Linked DNA regions of Mus musculus: region 1 is linked to region 2. A link is a contact called in public Micro-C data. All regions are on one chromosome and are shown on one strand. The core of a region is the stretch at or near the end of the contact, and the rest is flanking DNA. Distances in the headings are between cores, read along the strand shown. Region 1 has its middle 78 kb from the start of St8sia2. Region 2 has its middle 8.5 kb from the start of Gm26176.

Region 1 (2,985 bases), core at 335-2,834, 280 kb after region 2:
TATAGCCACATAGACCAGTTGATAAGGTTGAACACTGTAGGAGGTTCTAGGACTTGGGCCTTAAATGGCTCCAAAGACCGATGTATCCATGTATTAAAGGCTTGGTCATCAGCTTGTGGCACTTTTGGGAGGTGATGAGGCTTAGCAAGAGGAAGTCAGGTCATTGGGGGCGTACTCTTGAATGGATGTGGAATGCTAGTCCCACCCCCACTGTATAGCACAAGTGAGTAGTTTGCCTCTGCTATGTGCCATAATGGTTTCGTTTGTTTGCTTGCTTGCTTGTTAGAACCAACAATGGTTTGGTCAAGTGTCCATAGACTGAAACTGGAAATTCTGAGCCTAAATTTTTGTTTGTTTGCCTGGTATGCATTTGCATATGCTCATGTTTGTGTGTGTGTGCGTGCGTGCATATGTGTGTGAAGGTGCACATGCATATGTGTGTAAATACATGTACAGTTCAGAAGACAACCTCAGGTATCATTGCTTAGGTACTGTGCACCTTGGTGGGGTTGCTGTGGTTTGTTTATTTGTATTTTTCAGACAGTATCTCTCACTGGAACTGGCTGGCCAGTGAGCCTCTGGAATTGACCTAACTGTCTCTCTAGTATAGGCATCACAAGGACATACCATTGTACTTGGCTTTTTTTTTTTTTTTTAACCTGGATTCTGCCAATCATACCCTGGTCCTGTGTTTACAAGGAAAACACTTTACCCACTGGATTATTGTCCCAGCTCAACTTTTGGCCTTTATAAGTTATCTCAGGTATTTTGTGAGAAAGGGGAAGTGATTTCTTCTCCTCTTGAGGAAGTCCTGAGTTTTTTTTTCTAAAGGTAGGCCTCTTCCCGCAACATTTCAGGGACCAGTTGGGTCCATATCTTTTTCTTTTCTTTTCTTTCCATATCTTTTTCTTTTCTTTCTTTTTCTTTTTATTTATTTATTTGTTTTTTTTTGGATATTTTCTTTATTTATATTTGAAATGTTTTTCCTTTTCCAGGGCTCCCCTTCAGAACCCCCCCTACCCCATCCCTCCTCCCCCTGCCTCTATGAGGGTGCTTCTCCACCCACCCACTACTCCCATTTTCCCACCCTGGCATTACCCTACACTGGGTCATTGAACACCCTCAGGTCTGAGGGCCTCTCTTCCCACTGATGTCCAACAAGGCCATCTTCTGCCACATATGTGGTCAGCACCATGGGTGGCTCCATGTGTATTCTTTGGTTGGTGGTCCAGTCCCTGGGAGCTCTGGTGGGGTCTGGCCTATTGACACTGTTGCTCTCTTCATGGGGCTGCAAAAGCACCCACATTTCACATTCTGCCTTCATGTAATGTTGTTCATACAACAGAGGCCAGTGAAGTGCTCTTTGTGCCAAGCATAGTTATGGTGGCTGGAGATAACCTCTGTGAAAATGCCAAATGAGGCAAACACCATGTCAGTCCCCCCCCCCCCCCACTGTAGGCACATGTTAACTCAAGCAGCAGGGGTTGGAGGGATGACTTAGTGAGTCAGCAAACTCGCTGCTCTTCCAGAGGACATAAGCTTAATTTGTATCACCCAAATTGTGACTCATAACCATCTGTAAATTCAGTAACAAGATCTCTGACGCCCTCCTCTGTCCTCAATAGGCTGGCTGTAGGCACATACATGGTTCACAGCTGTACCTAGAGACAAAACACCCATACATATTAGAAGAAGGAGGAGGAGGAGGAGGAGGAGGAGGAGGGGGAGGAGGAGGAGGAGGAGGAGGAGGAGGAGGAGGAGGAGGAGGAGGAAGAGAGAGAGAGAGAGAGAGAGAGAGAGAGAGAAAGATTAAGCAGCAGCAGCAGCAGCAATAGCAGCAATAAAACAACCACACAAAATGCAGCCAAGCCTGAAACCAAGAAGGGGGAACCTCGGAAACCAGAAACAAAGGGAAGGTCTCAAGTCAAGTCCCGTGGGAATGCCATTGAAGATTTCAGGAAGTGACTCTGGTAAGGGTTTAACTGAGTGCTGCATGGAAATTTCTAGAGATGTTCAAACTACAGCCTAGGGTCTGGTGGGGGTGGAGCATTGTCTGAGAAATTCAGTGCTTACCTGTGGTTCTTGAAAGTCAAGGAATCTTACACCGCAGGCAGAGACATTAGTTACTACCTCAGGGGACAGCTGCTTCCACATTCAGGAAACAGACTTATATGACCCCTCTTCTCACACACACACACACACACACACACACCACACACACACACACACCACACACACACACACACACACACCCCTAGAACATTCTAGAAGATTAGCAGACAATAAAAAATGAAACAATGAACATATTATAATCGTTCTATTTTGTATTTGGTTATTCCTAGTATGTGAAATTTACAAGTTAATGTTTATCATAGGTTGGTATGTATAGTAGAACGAGTACATGTGGAGTTTGCTACTCTCTGTGATTTCAGGTATCCACTGGAGATATTGGTGGCACGTGTCTCCCAGAGACATGAGTGCACTATTGTAGCTCTTAGAGGCCACCTCCTAGGACAATGTGATATGTACTAGAGGGTGACTGGCTGAGAAAGCAGAGGATTCTGGAGTGTGTGACATCCAATTTCAGTCCTGAAAGGGGAGGAGGAGGCCGTAAGTAAGGTAGAAGGGAAGCAACTTTCTGGGCAGGGGAAGCAGCAGACACCCAAGTCCTGAGACCAGAATAATTTAGAAAAGTTATAGAAAGATGAAAAATGGCTAGGTATCCAGAACAATGAGTCAGACGGTAGGAGAGTTCAAGAGTTGTGGGATAGGCTTTGATGTCTTCTCAGGGTGGAGGGGAGTCAGGTAGGTATGACCAAGGCAAGGGCATGACTGGGCTTGGTGCAAGCTTGAGCACTGAGAGCTACACACATTTTCTGCTCTACAGCACTGCACTTTCCTATTCTTCCTCACGCCACCCCCAAATCTAGAACATTCTTGATTTGAATTTTCACAATAACACTACGAAGGAGTCATTAGATATCT
Region 2 (2,712 bases), core at 118-2,617:
CAGCCACCATCCCTTTCCTTTAGTGATGGTTATATCCTTTTAAACTATAAGCCAAAATAAACCCGTACTAGTCAAATTAGTAAGCGGCAGAGGAAGCTGGGAGTGGTAATGCCTGCTTGCAATCCCAGCATGCAGGAGGCTAAGGCACGGCTGGGAGAATAGCTTGGCCTATGTGTAGGAAGGCTGCAGCTCGGCAGTAAAGCACCTTCCTGACGAATTTAAGGTCCTGAGTTTGATTCCCAGTACTACAAACAAAGGCAACAAAACCCGATGGTCCTATGCCCATGTTCTTCATCATAGTTAAACAACCAAACTTGGGATTTTCTTCGTAACACCATGGCAAGAGGCTGAGGGTGGGCTCTAGTGAACACCCCGAGGGTGAGCTCGGAAGCCGCTGGTTTTTCAGTTCAGGTCCTGACCCTGGCTGACACCTTAATTCTAGCCTTCTGAGAGAGCCTGAGGCAGGATCTAGCTAAGCTAGGCCCAGTGTGTTAGTCAGCTTTCTGTTGCTGTGACAAAAATCCTCTAGGTAAATAACTTCAGAGGATAAAAGGTCAGTTTTGGTTTGGTTTCTGGTTTCAGTCGACAGTTGCTTGACCCAGTTGCTTTGGGCCCTGGGCAGCGGAGTATATCATGGTAAGAGCATACAATGGAGGTGTGTGCTCACCTCATGACAGTCAGGAAGCAAAGACACAGGATGGCTTGGGTCCCCATATCTCCTTTAATGACATGTGCTCCTGACCTGTCTTCTTTACATGTCCCCATCTTGTTCCACCATCTCCCAACAGCCTGGCTTTTCACTTGTCTTCTTGAATGCTGTACAACCTGAGTCAAGTTCCATGCGGTAGGAACTGGTGTTTCTCACTGCCATTTGTTCCTGCTCCTCTCTTTTTCTTGGGAACACCAAGGGGTTATGTCCCAATTCCTTGCGTGTGGATGTTAATTGTTGGGCTCTGAGCAGAAATTCGACTGGTCCCTTAAGGCTGAGGCGAGAATGAGCTGTGGGCTTTCTCACTTTATCTAAACCTGTCCCTGGAAGGGGAGGGTGATGGGGCTGACACAGTTGGAGAAGGTAACAGAGTTGCAGTGTGGAGAGAACTTGGCTCTCTATATAACTGACCACTAGAGGGAGTCCTCCCCACTTACTGGACAAGGCTGCGGAAAGGCAACCCTGTTGTCACTTGTTAAACTGTGAGATTTTTTTTTTCCTTTTAGTAGCAATTCTCTATTCTGACAAACTTGATATCCAACCCCTCTGAATCGTGGCTATTTTTGGCTGCTTGGTCAGTTAAACGGATTAACTTGGTGTATAGTGCTGGTGTGCGGTCCAGGGATGCCAGCTGCTGTCTGTGAGCTCCGGAGAGGATGCAGATTTTTGCCAGCAATGTCAGGACTCACATTCTCACAGCATCACCAGAAGGTGCCAGCGTGCCGACCACCTGATTGGGCCAGCCTCTGTCCTAAGGATACTTGATGTGGCGTATCAAGACCAGTGATGAGACCACTCTTGAGACCAGTGATGAGTGCAGTGTTAGTCCCAGTGAGGATCGTAGCAGCTGAGGCCATGACGAGTTACAGACACAGCAAAGGGCAGACTATAGACTCCCAGTGCTTCAGCCTCAAGACAAGCTCCATGAGTTTTTGGAAAAAGTGACAGAGAAAAAAATTATGTCTCTCTACAACGTCCATCTACTTTCTTTCTCTCTGGGGAAGCGTTGCTTTTCCTCTTCAGCTTTCTCTCCACGACAGAAGGATCTGCCTGCATAAATTAATCTTTCGGCTTATGCTTGGCTCCAGATGTGGAAGGACGGTCTTCCTTCTTTCTCTGTTCCAGGGTCCCATGTGTGTGTTTTGTTTGAATCCTGTGGGCTCTGTGTGAAGCTGTGCAGAGGGAAATTGGTTTGGGAACCCAGCCCATGTCCCAGTCTTTCCCAGCTCCCCTCAGCACTGGGTCTCTTGAGGCCACAGGGACACTTTAAAGCTCTTACCATTTCAAAGACAGTACAAACTGTGGTGGGATTATAACTCTGAAAGTGGCCTTTTCCCTTTTTCCCGTGGAGTGTTCCAGAAGCACCTTCCATTTCTTTATTTCTTTGTGGAGCAGAGGAAGATTTTGTTTGCAATCCCACAAGAATCAGAAAAGTTTCAACTTTTGGGTGTTTTTATTCAAATCCAGATACATCGGGGCTGGAGAAATCCATCTGCCTCTAGCCTTATTTTTTTTTCCAATTTCTATGGCTTCTTTGGGAATTTTACATTATGCACCCTGATCAAATTCATTCCTCAGAATTTCCATGTCCTTCCCTGCACCATTGTGGCCTCCCCCAACCCCCAAAATAAGATAAAAATTGGACCCATGTCCAATTTGAGTCATTTGACCACTGGAGCATGGTCAAACTCTCCACGGCCTGCCACTTAAATAGAACCGAGTCTTCCTGTTTCCGCAGAAGACGTCGCTTGTGGGGAGCTACACTTGAGCATCCTATCACACCTTTTAAGAGTTCTCTTTCTGTTTAGGTTCACACTCTTTTTTGAGATCGGATTAGGAGGTGTTTAGCCTCCTCAGCATCCTGGCTTAGTCTTCCAAGTGCCCAGATTACACACTCAGTTTAGAGGGTGAAATATGTTCAACAATGTAACTTTTTTTGGTTGTTATTTAAAAACAATGTGATTAGACAGAAACAGCCCTATCTTTGGGGTTTCGGAAACTGA

The links. Hi-C and Micro-C count contacts between places; a contact is called where the count stands out from the background.
Region 1: a Micro-C map of muscle stem cells shows a contact between it and region 2, with 7 times the contacts expected there. The contact joins two enhancer-like sites. A contact is called at or near these places in 1 of 39 promoter capture datasets (stem cell-derived epiblast-like cells), 7 of 484 Hi-C or Micro-C datasets (adipose-derived mesenchymal stem cells, cortical neurons, embryonic somatosensory cortex and 3 more), 1 of 115 datasets of contacts at active chromatin or transcription factors (astrocytes) and 1 of 9 other capture datasets (embryonic stem cells).

The regions. Positions count from the first base shown.
Region 1 is chr7:73,934,362-73,937,346 of GRCm38.p6, forward strand. No RefSeq gene overlaps it. Among named protein-coding and RNA genes, the nearest start is that of St8sia2, 78 kb to the right of the region's middle. Within about 2 kb of position 1,585, at least 3 of the 459 cell types and tissues checked have an H3K27ac peak or open chromatin away from gene starts, as enhancers often do. A contact at or near this core is called in muscle stem cells, where this site is marked.
Region 2 is chr7:73,653,259-73,655,970 of GRCm38.p6, forward strand. No RefSeq gene overlaps it. Among named protein-coding and RNA genes, the nearest start is that of Gm26176, 8.5 kb to the left of the region's middle. Within about 2 kb of position 1,368, at least 7 of the 459 cell types and tissues checked have an H3K27ac peak or open chromatin away from gene starts, as enhancers often do. A contact at or near this core is called in muscle stem cells, where this site is marked.